4 separate regions of the Mus musculus genome follow, and all the other regions are linked to region 1. The links are chromatin contacts, called in public Hi-C, HiCAR-type and HiChIP or PLAC-seq maps. All regions are on one chromosome and are shown on one strand. The core of a region is the stretch at or near the end of the contact, and the rest is flanking DNA. Distances in the headings are between cores, read along the strand shown. Region 1 has its middle 15 kb from the start of Gm32379. Region 2 has its middle 21 kb from the start of Gm31775. Region 3 has its middle 38 kb from the start of 4931403M11Rik. Region 4 holds the start of 4931403M11Rik (a long non-coding RNA gene).

Region 1 (3,229 bases), core at 666-3,165:
AGTACAAGCCCCCTGCCGATCGTGTGAGGGACAGGATGATAATGACGGGTGATCAGGCTGCCAGCTATGACTCTCAAGTGTCTGGCTCTCAGGAGTTCAATGTTTCCTATCACACTCTGTCACTGACGCTTCTTGTCCAGGAATGTGCCCACCCCGTGTGGGACCAAGAGAGAGCAGAATGGCATCTTGTGATGGGCCAGGTACCCACACCCTCTGCTCAAGGACTTTGCTGAGAGCTAAGAATGATCATATCCATTTAACAGATAGGAATCCAGAACTTTCCTGAGGACCCAGAGTTGGACAGGGGACAGTTCAGGGACACAGGCCTGGCTCCTCAAAGATATAAGCCCAATGCCTCTGCCTCTGAATTAAATCCTTTGCCATGATCCACAGATACTTCTAGAAAAGAATTATCATGCCATTGACTGACTTCCCAATGATGCACAGATCACTCCAGAATCCAGGACTTAATGCATGGAGCTTTCCCCACAGGCCTGAGTCCCAAAGATGCTGCCAGCAGAGGATGCCTTAAACCTTCCTCCTGACAGTCTCGCTGGCAGAATCCCAGAACTGCAGTGCTGAGGGACCTGGAAGAAGTCTTTGAAGTCTCCCTCATACGGAGCTGCAGAAAGAGGCTTGTTGTCTTATGCAGAGAGCAGTTGAAGATATCAAAGGGAAGATAGGATGTTAAATTTGAGTGATCAATGTTTAATAGTCAGGGTTGTAAGCTGTCACGAGGGATGCAGTGGGTGGGAAGCCTCACGTACTGTAGGATTTGAGATGACACTGCCCCGGGCTGTGGAGGAGCCCTCTGGCATCCCTGTAAATAGGGAGGACAGATCAAGAGGTACAGGGGTGAGCCCACACTCCTCTGCCTGGCTGCTTATGTGGGGGGCATTGCATAGAATAGGGATGTTTTGGGTGGAAGTAAACCCTCAGATTCTGACCAAGCAGCAACCAATCATACAAATATTGGTCTCTTCTCAACAGGACGGTTAAGGGCCCCCAGAAAGGTAGAGAGGGGTCCACCTTGGATTAAGGAGACCTGAGGATCCAGCCCTTGTCAGGGATAACTTCAACATTGCACTGAAACTTCTCTGGGCAGAAATAGGAGGCTGCATGGACTCTGGGAGAAATGGATGCTAAAGGGGGTGGGACCTTCCTCTGTAGGACAGTCTCAGGGGCAGAGCCTGCCCTTCTGGGTCTCCTAGCATCTATGATGTCTGTTGCCATTCACAAGAGCTTGGAGGAATGTCAGCTCCCTTGCTTTGTGATATCCAGACCCTAGCAGATGGGGTGAGCTCCCCCAACCCAGGCCCTCTGTCAGTCACCCTCACAGGTTGTTCTGTGGCAGGGAACACGGCTCCCTCTGGTCCCTCCCCTGGAGCTCATATGCACGGCTGTGGAGTGACAGGGCTGAGGACCAGAAGGAGCGAGCTCCCTAAAAGCTTTCTTGGCTGAAGAGCAAGAGACAGGCTGGGCTGTCCCCACAGGCAGCCCTCATCTGTTCCCAAATTCGGGCATCCCCAGAGAGCATCAGGAAGGGCTTGGAGGAGTGGAGATGCAGACTGACTGACAGAAGAACAAATCCTGAAACTCCAGCCCCTGTGCCTGGCTAGGCAGGGGCCTCCAGACCTCACATGGCTGCCTGCCACCTCCTGAGCAAAACACAATTTCACGACTCTTTGGGGGATAAAGGATTTTATTTACCTCTTTTCAAAAGCTTCAGAATTCTTCCTGAACATCAAATAACTCCTGGCAAACACATCCTGATGAGTAACACGAAGTGAAATAGAACCAGATGGGCTGACTCGCTCTGGGCTTGCGCGGGAGGGGGAAGGGCGGATCTCACTCACAGAGAGGCTGGGCTGTGGGCCACAGGAAGTGCATCAGGAGGGGGGCACAGCCTTCCAAGCAGGGAGGGGACAAAGTCCCCTGGACTTTGCCGGAGATGGAGTCACACTGCCTGCCATCTGGCTTTGTTGGGAAGAGAAAAGAAATGGGGTTTCCGGCAGCCTGTTGGTGGCACCCCAGCAGTGTGGATCATGCCAAGCCTGGCATCTATGGCACTTGGGACCCAGGGGACTCTGAGACATAAGCTCCTGTGATAGGGAGATTGGATGGCCAGTGTATTTAGAATCCTCTAAGAACCTCCTGAGGACTCCGCGAATTATCCAAACAAGAGTGCTCTCTCTCTCTCTCTCTCTCTCTCTCTCTCTCTCTCTCTCTCTCTCTCTCTCTCTCTCTTGATTTGGTTCCACTCAGCTGAAACACACCATTTCCCAGCCTCTTTTCAAGAGGAAGCACTGTAGCAGCCCTGACCAGTGGGAAGCAGCTAGTGTCTAAGCCACTCCTTCCTTGTGCCATCCTTGACCTCCAGGAGGGAGGCTACAGCTGGAGCTGGAGTTCCACGGATGAGATGAGCAAGTCTGGTGGGGCAGGGAGCCTGAACCGCACATGCTCTGTGGAGCCACTGACTTATCCTTGAACATCTCTGGCCTTGTGCCTATCCGTGAGGATGTGCTGCTGTGGGGTTAGGCAGACGATATTAGGGTTCTCTGGATCCTGACACCAGACCAGTGGCTCCAGTCCCAGGGAAGCAGTCCTAGCAATCCAGACTGCATCAACTAATCTCTTATGCTCCAGAGACTCCCATGCCTCATGTAGCTGTCCCAGTTGCCTTAGGGGTCTCCTGCCCAACTCCTTCAGGAGGCTCTTGCCACTTCCACGGCAGCAGAGGCCACTAGCCCCAGTGTTCAGCCTGCCGCGCCCCCCCCCCCCCCGTGACCTCTCCAGACGGTAGCCTGTCTTTTAAGAGCAGAATGTTAAAACTGAGGGTACCGACCCTCTAGCTTATCTGGGTGTGGTCATCTTAACATGGGGTTAGATAAAATGAAACTTGTGTGTGGCAAACCAGGCCATGTTAGTCACCCAGGGTGGTAAGAGAGCCACATGGGAACTTGGAAAGCTTATCCATTGATTTTTTTTTTCTGGCATGGACTTTAACGGCAGGATCTCTTAGATGACAAACATCTGAAGCAGAACTTTTACATGTAAGGCAGACTCTGACGGGCCTCTTCTGGGAAGTCCTGGAGATTCTGCAGAGCACTGTTGGAAGTCACCGTGGCTGAAAGCAAAGGAAAATGCAGACAGCTAGCAAGCTGGGCAGAGCTGGGAACAGCAGCAGAGTTTGACTGCTAGTGGTTCCCAGCTCCTCCACACCAAAGGC
Region 2 (3,285 bases), core at 71-2,570, 580 kb before region 1:
TTTGGTAAAAGAAGTGTCAGCTGAACACACAGTTTTCAAATTGTTGACTATGGTATTAAGTAACAGGCAGACTCTTGTCCAATGGATGTTATTAAAATTAACTGTTTTAGCACTACATTTAGAATCAAAACCAATCTGTCGCTCCTAAATTGGTTTCTTTCAGCTGCTATTTGCGGGTAAAACGAACAGTTTTAACAATTACCTCTCCAGTGCAAATCATAAACCTGATTTACAGGAAAACACTTAATCTACTGCCCTTGACTGTACCCAGAGCTGCCAATTAGATGGTGGTAAATTTCTCTGAGTGTCAATTTGCTTCCCAGACAGCAGCTCAGACCCAGGGTCTCCATCACCTGTGGGTCCAGAGACCAGGGCTTTGGCTGGGATGTTCCTTTGGAAAAGGTGGGCATTCCATAGCAAACGACTGTCCATCTGGAGTTGGGTTGCTGGGGAGTCCTCTGCTCTAGGCTATTAATTTGAATTGTAAAAACACAAGTGGAATACTAGTATTAACCCACTCAGAGCTAGTTGTTAGAGTGAGAGACTCAGAATGCTTGGATAGGAAGACCCTGAAGATCATGACTTCATGCATCAAACATTGCTTAAGCAGCTATCTCTCCATCCTCTGACAAGATGGGGCCAACCCATGGTTCCTCAGTGAACTCACTAAAAGGAAAGATAGGGGCAAGACAATGTCATTCATGGTTTGATAACTCTGCCTTCATACTCTTTGTGTGTGGTGTGTGTGTGTGTGTGGGGGGGTGAGGGTTGTGTGATACCTTCTTGTGTGCAGTGCACTTGGAGGTTAAAGTCGGGTGTCCTCAATCGTTCTACACCTTAATGTTTCAACTGAGTCCCTTGCTGAACCTAGAGCCTAGCCAGGGTGGCCATGAAGCTCCTGGAATCATGTCTCCTCCCAGTACAGTGATTACAGGTGTGTTCTACTGCACCCAGCATTTTAAGTGGGTTTTGGGGACTTGAACCCAGGTCCTTGTGTTTGCACTTTACCCACTGATATGTCCGAGAGGCGATGATGGTGCTCAGAGCACTGGGGTGGGAAGTTAACAGAGAGAGACTTTACAGGAGTCCTTGTTCTAGTGGGGCCTTGAGGACTACATAGGAGTTTTGCAGGTAGAGAAGGAGAGTAAAGGGTCGCTCGGCAACCAACTTGCAAACTCTAGTCATCAGGGAATTTTAAGCAAGGTGATCCATGACACCAGAAGGTCTCTTTTGAAAAGTTTTGAGTTGGGCTAGCTAATGTACTGCTGAAAACCCTTTCTAAGCTAAGAAAACAAAAGGCCATAGCACTGAGGTGCCTGGTGCCAGTTGGCAGGGACTGTAAATGCCAGGAAGTTCTGAGTTGTAGATTAGAGGACGGTCCCTGGGTATTGTGAGAAGTCAGAAAGCATATGCAAACCATATGCAAATGAGATGCAAGCCAGCACCTGCTGTGGGCTTTGTGTACTCAGGCACTCGGTGCCTCAGGGAGGTAAGCTGGCCGGTCTTTAGAGCTCTGACTAGATGTACCAGACATTAGGTTCTGTGTGAGAAAGAAAAGTGCATCAAGACTTCTCTGGGAGAGAAAAAAGTCCCAGGTTGTAAACTCCAGAAGGGAGGGATGAAGCCCAAGGAGTTGCAGAAGCTTGGAGGCCTCGCTGGCTGAGTGTGTCCCGGTGACAGTCAGGATGCTTATGCCTCTGCCCAGATCTGAGCAGTCTCTGGCTGAAAGGATTCCCCAGAACTAAGGCTGAGTATACAGGGGGTTGTGCTTTCCTTGATCTGCCGTCTTCTGGATCAGCCTCCCTCTGTGAGTCAGAGCTGGTTTGACCCAGTGTTGGTGGTGTATTATCCTGGACCCCTCTCAGGGGACTCAGTGGTTACCTTTGGCCCTGCCTACCTTGAAGATGTACCCAGCAGTTGTGGACTGAGGCTCACTGGACTCCTGCGAGTAGAAAGCAAACACGGGGCACAGGAGAAAGGCAGTTTTACACTCAGATCTCTCTCTACTTAGGACTTGCATCAAGAAGCAAGAGGCCATGGTGGGGAGATAGCTCAGTGACTAAAGTGCTTGCTGCATAAGCATGAGGACCCAAGTTCAAATCCCCAGCACATATGGAACAAGATGGGCGCGTAGCATGTGCCTGTAATCTCAGGACTAGGAGCTGAGACAGAAGGTCCTGGGGACTCTGCTCAGTCAGTTTAGCTGAAGCAGCAAGCTTCTGAATTGTGAAAGGAAGTTATACAAAACTGACTTCTAGTCCCCGGCACACACATGCTCATGAGTGTGTGCAGCATACGACAGCCCCCGTCCAGTGACACAGAAGGATGAGGACCCTCCCCTAGGGGACAAGCATGGCTGCCTTCAGGTAGTTTCCAAAATTACTGCCTAGTTGGCTGTATGGTCTTGGACAGATTTCCTCTTTGGCAATAAATCTGTGCCTGAGAAGTTGACCAGATGTTCAAAGGGGATCTTCTCCCGTTGAGGAGAGCGTCTGATCTAGTTGGTAGGCATTTGCATACCTGCTAAGACCTGCATGGCTTTGGACTTGACCTGACTGCGGCAGGGAATGACCTGACAGGGAATGGAGATATGGCACATATAGGTCACCTAAAGCTGGGATTAGGTGGGCTATGCACTCTGATGGAGACACACCAGCAGCCCTGAAGCTCATCACATTTATGGTATTCAACACAAACAGGCTGGGTAGTAGGGGTGGGGGTGTCTCTGTTCTACTCTGAGGCTGAGGTCATCTTGAATATATTGGCATCTTTGACATGACTGTGCTCATGACAACAGTACACATTCATTCAGGACTTCATCATCTCCGCCCCCCCCCCACCTGCCCCTTCCCTAGACTAGAGAGAAAGAGAGAGAGAGACAGAGACAGAGAGAGACAGAGAGAGAGAGAGAAAGAGAGAGAGAGAGAGAGAGAGAGAGAGAGAGAGAGAGAGAGAGAGAGAGAATCTGAAGGGACAGGAGCTTAAAAACAATCAGTTTGGAGGGCTGAAATAGGAGATTCCAGGCCCAGGCTGGCACGATGGCCCCAGGTCTCTGTACAGAGTAGCTCAAGAAGGGAGGATAGACAGGGCTGGCCAGGCTTGCACCATATATTGGTTTGTGGAACAGTGGGAAGGGGCCTCTGCATGTCTACTACACCCCTGAATTCCACCTTGGTCTCTGCATCTTCTCCAGGCAGCAGACTGCAGGCAGCAAGAGCAGGCAGCAGGCAGTAGTCCTGGCTCTCCTCAGACCCTCTTCCTGCTGGCTTCTATGGTATTTGTCTC
Region 3 (2,951 bases), core at 35-2,534, 650 kb before region 1:
TGTATACTGGTATATACAGGTGTGGATGTTTATGTGTGGATACTTGTGTATGTGTTTGGCCATATTCCTAGGTCCTTGTGTTGGCATCAGCATCTGTGTTTGGTGCCGCATGTGTGTGTGAGAGAGTGTCTGTGCAGGGGAGGGCCTGGGCTGTGGAGTTAGGGGTCTTCTCTTTGCTCCCAACAGATGGCCCAGCAAATGAGTCCCCCTCTGCCACCTGCCTGATGCACTCTCTAGGGCTCTGCTTCCTCCCTCCAGTCCTGCTGGCAGCCCTAAGCTGTTTCCTCCCTCCCTCACTTCCCCCTGACATCTGCCCTCCTTGGCTGGTGAGTGGAAAAGATGGTGTTAGGAAGAGCTGAGATGCCGGGCAGGCCTGGCCTGCACCCACTTTGGCAAGACCAGAGAGTAGGTGGGGGCTCTAAAGTTTCGTTCTGTCCTGTACACGTGTATATGTGCACCTGTGTGTGCTCATGTGTGTGCATGTGTGTGTCTGGGACTGCAGCAGGGAGGGTGCAGCGTGCTGCTGTCTCCTGTGCCTGGGCTCTGTTGTCAGGGCTCTGTCGTCAGGGTGGCAGGCCGCCCAGGATAGCAAGCCTGTGCTTTGCAGACAAAAATGCCAGATGGTGAGGATAGGGGGTGTTCCTGGCCTGGCTGCCAAGGGCGAGGAGGCTTCTGTGCTCTGGAGAGCAGGCCTGTGAGGCTCATGTGGGCTGCTGTGGCTTCTTGTTTTGTTTTGTTTCTTCGTGGGAAGATGTCATGTATTTTGCATATCTCAGGATTCATTTCCCTTTGGGTTTCCATCAGCTTGTTAAACAATATGGCTCTCAAGTTCCAGCTATTTTGAAGCAAGAAGAGTACAGTTTCCTGCAAGGGAGACAAAAATCCTTATTTTATTCAGGAAATATGTATTTATAGAGTAGTTCGAACAGCATCATCAAAGGGGATAGCTGGGGAGGCTCGGCTTCTAGATTGTCAGCGAGCCCCAGGGTGGACAGAGGTGGATCTGTTCCATCCAGCAAACGGAATCATCCAAACTGTGCTTCCTACTCCAAACTAGATCCGTTCTGGGTAATCACTACACACCATGGCGGGGCCAGGCTTGCTCAGGTACACAGCAGGAAGGCATCAGACTGAGCTGTGTGTGGCCCATTCCTACCAGCACTGTGTCTGCTGGAGAAAGCCCGATGCTTTGTTTGCACCTGAATAACCCTTAAGCAGCCTCCCTGCTGGCCGGGAACTGTGAGAGGGCCTATTGGGTGTGAGAAGCTGAGGGGTAGGAGGCCCTACTGACGCCTGCTTGCAAACACAGCTGGAATCCTGGTGAAAGGAAGCAAGTTCTGCAAGGGAAACTGTTAGCTGCTCACAGAAACAGCCAACTCCCTGACTCCAGCATCAGCATTCTGTGCCTGCTCCCAGACCCTGGAGATTCTTCATGTTGAATAAGGTCCAACTCCCTCATCCCAGGGCCCAAGCCATGGGATTTATCATCTATTCTGTCACTGGGGCAGAAGCGATGGCTCAGTGGGTAAGACACTAGCTGCACAGGCATGAGGACCTCGGTTTGGATCCAAGCACCCTCATAAAAGCTGGGCATGGCCATGCACATCTCTATTTCTGGTGCTGAGGGGCATGGAAGCAGTAGGAATCCTGAAGTTTACTGCCCAGACAGCCTAACTAAAAAAGTTGGTGAACTCTAGGCTCAGTGAGAAACCCTGTCTCAAGAGACTATGGCAGAGAGTGGCATACAGAACGTTTAGCATCTGCCCTCTAATCTTACACACACATATGGACACATATCCACCCATGCATGTTCACACACATGTATACAACATATACATATGTATGCCAAATAAACCTAGTCCCCCAAACCTAGAAAATATGCATTTTTCTTTTCTTTCCTTCTTTCCCTCCTTTCTTCCTCCTCTCCCTCCCTCCCCCCTCTCTCCCTCTCTTCCTTCCCCTCCCTCCTTCCCTCCTTCCCTCCTTCTCTCTCTCTCTCTCTCTCTCTCTCTCTCTCTATTTGTTTGAAACAGAGTCTCTCTGTATAGCAATGGCTGTACTGGACTCACTATGTAGGCTACCTTAAATTTATAGAGATCTACCTGCCTCTGACTCCAGATTCTGGGATTAAAGGCATGTGCTGCCATACCTGGTCAGGAACTATTTCCTTATTATTTGTATATTATATTAATATATATTAATGTTAATTAATATTAATACAATATCTTGACAAGCTATTATAGCAGCAGATACATCAGAGAGAAAGTCAACTATCACTCAGGATGTCCTGAAAAGCCTGTCACTATGTGCAGAAAGCCTGTCCTATACCTTGCATGTCTTCGTGCCCATGTTTCTTCTCTCCTGGTTTGCCTAAACATCCCCTTCATTCTCTCCTCATGATCCTCTCATGGGCTCTGGATAAAAGAGCCCCATGTGATGTTTGCCTGAAATGTCAACTTTGTGTCCTTGAGCTCTGAGGGTTGGAGATTGTGCACCCATCCTGGCATGGGACGTTGGTCCTGACATGTGGGAGGCATTCTATTTGCTCCCTTTCACAGATGTGAGTTGCAGCTTGAAAACAAACTGATCCACCTGTATTGTTATTGTCTTCACCAGGTGAGCATTTGTGGTTTGTGTGTGTGTGTATGGATTGGGTGACAATGATCTGTCCGCTGGTCATGCAAAAAAGAGCAGAGCCCAAACCCACCAGGAAATAAAAGATACTGAGATGGAAGTCTTTGGCTCTCCTTTTCTCTTTACAACACTATTCTGGTAGAATCCATTTCTGCTCTAGTGGGAACAGCAGATAAGCCTGAGGGGAGAAACCTTCCTACCAGAAAACTCCTATCCATCCTTTAGCGTAAAGTTCAGAAGTCACCAACTTTTGACTGGGGATAAATAAAGTGAACTTAGGAAGTCATGGAGAGTATAGCCTCTTGTGTCTGGGTTAT
Region 4 (3,152 bases), core at 396-2,895, 610 kb before region 1:
TCCAGATTCCATTTCTTTCTCACTTCCTAATTCCACATCTATGTTTGAAAAAACAGATAGCTTCTTGTTTTCTTCTCCATAGCAATATGGTCCCTGTTGAGAGAGAGGTTTGGATTTGAGGATGAACAAGGAGCTGGCCTCCTGCCTACTGTATTGATGCCGTCTGAGGAAGAGATACTTCTGACAGCTGCGTGGGCCTATAAGATAGCTTTCCCACATTAGCACCAGAGAGGCTTAAATGCAGCCTTAGGATGACTGCTGTCTGGGTGTTATTGTAAGAATGGGTGGGAAACATTGTCTTCTCTTGCATTCTTCACAGAGTTCCTTGCACCTAATATTTCACCCCAGTGTCAGCAAATATTAGTTGTTCAGTACTTATGATAATCAGCTTATGTCTTCCGAGAGTGCTATGAACATGGACAATGATTTTAAGCTAGGCTCATAGAATGATATAGCCAGTGTGTGAGTCTGTGGAATCTATGCCTGCCTGAAGTTCCCCAGTCTCTTTTCCATCCCTGGCAGGCTTCACTAGGAAGGCCGGACGTGGAGGCTGAGAATCTGTTTGGACAAATAGGAATTCAGACAAGCAGCATTTCATTGGCTCCTTCAGTCTTTGCAAAATGGGGATCTAAAGCTCTGGAATCATGTGTGTGTGTGTGTTTGGGGGGTGGTGACTACAGTGGGCTCTGGAGGAGCCCACCCTTAACCCGTGGGAATCGGGGCAGTGTGGTGCTAGCCAGATGCTAGCTAGCCGGATAGCTGACAGTAGGGGACCCACTGTGGGTTGCTTCTTCTCTCAAAGAAATCACAGTCAGGTGTCCTTATCCTCTGAGGGTTAGGCCCGATGCCAGGGTTGTGTACATCAGAGTGGAATTGAGGTTCTTGCTTGGGCTTGTGTCAGTTCTGAGCTTAAGATAAAGGTGCTGTCAGATGCAGCCTTCTGGTGAGTTTTATTTGGTCTGCCATTTTAAAACAATGTCTTCACAGGCAAGTTCACATGTCTGCTTTCTTTTAAAAAAAAGAAGTAGGAGGGGAGAGGAAAGGAGGACGACGGAGAGGAGGAGGGGGAGGAGAAGGAGGAGGAGCAGCAGGAGGAGGAAGAACTGGGTTTCTTATTCTTCTGAGATAACAAATGCGGAGCTGGGATCAGCAGGGATGAGGGGGTAGCAGCAATGGATCATGGGACTCACCTGTGTTATCTTCTGTCCTGACCTGTGGCCTGGCCTGAGGTCACAGCCAAGGAAAATATTCTGATACAGTGGAGTACCTTTGTGACTAAGACATGAGACCAGAATGCTGCCACGCAAGCTGTGTGTATTCACGTGAGAGAATGTCAGAACTGGCAAAGCTCCTGTTGGACTTTCTTCCTGACTCTCTTGGAAAGGGAACCTGAAGCTGACGAGAGATGAGCCCAAGGTTCCCTCATGAGTGATGGCACCAGAGACCAAACCTCAGATCTCTTCACCCACAATCAGGAGTCTTTCTGGTTATCAGAGGGTCTTTGTCGCCCCCTCCTTCCTTTCCTAGCTCTCATTCATAGCCATCAGCTCCCTTGCAGACTGGGGAGAGATTGTGATGAGGGCGGCTGAGCAATAAATGGGAGGGGAGAGGCCAGGGGCTGCTCAGGATAAAGGATGAATGCAGGAGCGTTCAAAAGCCACTGGGCACTGAGCGAATTAAGCCATGCCTGTCTCCGTTGCCCGGGTACTCTTTATACATCACATAATGCCATTGTTCAGTCAGAACCCGGGGCCAGAATCCTCAGGCTTTGCAGGTAGCAGCCAGAGCCAGCTCGGCAGCAAGAGAGGGAGTGGGAGAGGATGGGATATTTCAGCTTGAGAGCAGCAGCTGTATAATAGAGCCAGGCTGGGTTGTCTCTGGGCCCCACTGTCCCTTCTCCCACCTCAAAGTAGCAGCATGAATCAGTTCACTGCGGCAATGGTCCAGGCGATGTGACTTGCATTCTTATCAGCTACCTGATTGCGGTCCCTGGATGTGTGAGGCACAGGATGTGCCTGGCATATCAACCATCTTCCTGGTGCTGCAGCTCCTGCTAGTGAAGGCAGAGCAGGGCATCCTTCAAGACCAGCACTGGCCTTTATCTTGTCTGAGTCTCTGGGACAGTCCAAAATCCTAGAAATGCTTTAGATAGGGCCCCAGTCTGTCTCAAAGATGCCCCAACAAGCCCCTGTGTTTCCCAGCAGACAAAGGATGGAAGGGGGATGAATTGCACACAGTCTAGAGGCTGCTGTTACTAATATATTATTCTGACACACAATGAACTGCAAAATTTCCCCCAAAATGAAGAGCTTGGGTCTTTGGAGGGTCTGCATAGATCCGGCAGAGTTCAACCCTGTGCAAACCTTGGCTTTCCTGGAGAGCCGGGGATACCAGGCTCCCCACCATGACCCCAAGGGGATGGCACCTATTGAGAAGATGCATCTCCCCAGCCAGGACCTCATTTAGGGATGGTTGGACAACGGCATGCTTGCTTGGTTGTTGGGGGTGGGGCTTCACAAACCTCCCAACAGAGCACTCTGAACAACAATCCTTCAAAAATGGTGGCGCTTATCCTCTTCTGACAAAGGACTGAGTGGAGCTCTCCCCGGAGGTGGGATGAAGCACACATTGCCTTTTATCTCCCCTTCGCTTTGAGAGGGGAGCCGGCTGGTGCAGAGCGTGGTGGGGAGCCATAGAGAAGGCACTCTGGAATGAAAAGCATAATCTCTCGCTCCCAAACCAGGAGGGGAGGTAGCTTTCATCCCCGTGTGTGCGTGCATGTGTGCGAGGCTCTCCATCCTGGAGGCATCTGAATGGGAGTGAGGGCTTGGAAGGATGCTACACAATGCAGTGCTATATTGCCTCTCCCCGGGAGCCCAGAGCAGGCCAGGGGTACACAGCATCTAACTTTGAAACCAAGCCTCCAATCAGCGATTTAAATAAGAAATATAATCTCATTGAACACCAAGAGCTGTCGCTCGGAGACGCTTCCATTTACAAGGCACTTGAAGAAAGTCCCCAAGCCTCCAGTTTATCAGAACAGCCAGCTTTGGACTATTTCCCTGCAAGAGAGATGCTGGGAGGAGGGGAAGCTGGAGTGGCTGCTAGGAATCCAGGCTGCAGGCAGCTCTGTGTGTGTGTGTGTGTGTGTG

The links. A called contact is a pair of places that touch in the nucleus more often than the background predicts. HiCAR-type assays count read pairs that join an accessible place to other places. HiChIP or PLAC-seq counts read pairs in DNA pulled down with a chosen protein or histone mark.
Region 2: a contact with region 1 is called in a Hi-C map of the N1E-115 cell line, with 6 times the contacts expected there. The contact joins two enhancer-like sites. A contact is called at or near these places in 8 of 484 Hi-C or Micro-C datasets (the 3T3-L1 cell line, the N1E-115 cell line, cerebellum and 4 more) and 5 of 115 datasets of contacts at active chromatin or transcription factors (the NIH/3T3 cell line, astrocytes, embryonic basal ganglia and 2 more).
Region 3: a contact with region 1 is called in a HiCAR-type map of astrocytes, with 3 times the contacts expected there. The contact joins two enhancer-like sites. A contact is called at or near these places in 2 of 484 Hi-C or Micro-C datasets (the N1E-115 cell line and cortical neurons) and 3 of 115 datasets of contacts at active chromatin or transcription factors (astrocytes, embryonic basal ganglia and stem cell-derived neural progenitor cells).
Region 4: a contact with region 1 is called in an H3K4me3 HiChIP or PLAC-seq map of embryonic forebrain, with 6 times the contacts expected there. The contact joins the promoter of 4931403M11Rik here to the enhancer-like site in region 1. A contact is called at or near these places in 4 of 115 datasets of contacts at active chromatin or transcription factors (astrocytes, embryonic forebrain, embryonic midbrain and 1 more).

What each region holds. Positions count from the first base shown.
Region 1 is chr14:25,224,861-25,228,089 of GRCm38.p6, forward strand. No RefSeq gene overlaps it. Among named protein-coding and RNA genes, the nearest start is that of Gm32379, 15 kb to the left of the region's middle. Within about 2 kb of position 1,916, at least 221 of the 459 cell types and tissues checked have an H3K27ac peak or open chromatin away from gene starts, as enhancers often do. A contact at or near this core is called in the N1E-115 cell line, astrocytes, cortical neurons and 3 more, where this site is marked.
Region 2 is chr14:24,642,896-24,646,180 of GRCm38.p6, forward strand. No RefSeq gene overlaps it. Among named protein-coding and RNA genes, the nearest start is that of Gm31775, 21 kb to the right of the region's middle. Within about 2 kb of position 1,321, at least 25 of the 459 cell types and tissues checked have an H3K27ac peak or open chromatin away from gene starts, as enhancers often do. A contact at or near this core is called in the N1E-115 cell line and stem cell-derived neural progenitor cells, where this site is marked.
Region 3 is chr14:24,578,392-24,581,342 of GRCm38.p6, forward strand. No RefSeq gene overlaps it. Among named protein-coding and RNA genes, the nearest start is that of 4931403M11Rik, 38 kb to the right of the region's middle. Within about 2 kb of position 1,285, at least 128 of the 459 cell types and tissues checked have an H3K27ac peak or open chromatin away from gene starts, as enhancers often do. A contact at or near this core is called in the N1E-115 cell line, astrocytes, cortical neurons and 2 more, where this site is marked.
Region 4 is chr14:24,615,820-24,618,971 of GRCm38.p6, forward strand. 4931403M11Rik (a long non-coding RNA gene) reads left to right here and starts at 1,646. Exons shown (of 3, transcript XR_874411.2): 1 at 1,646-1,774.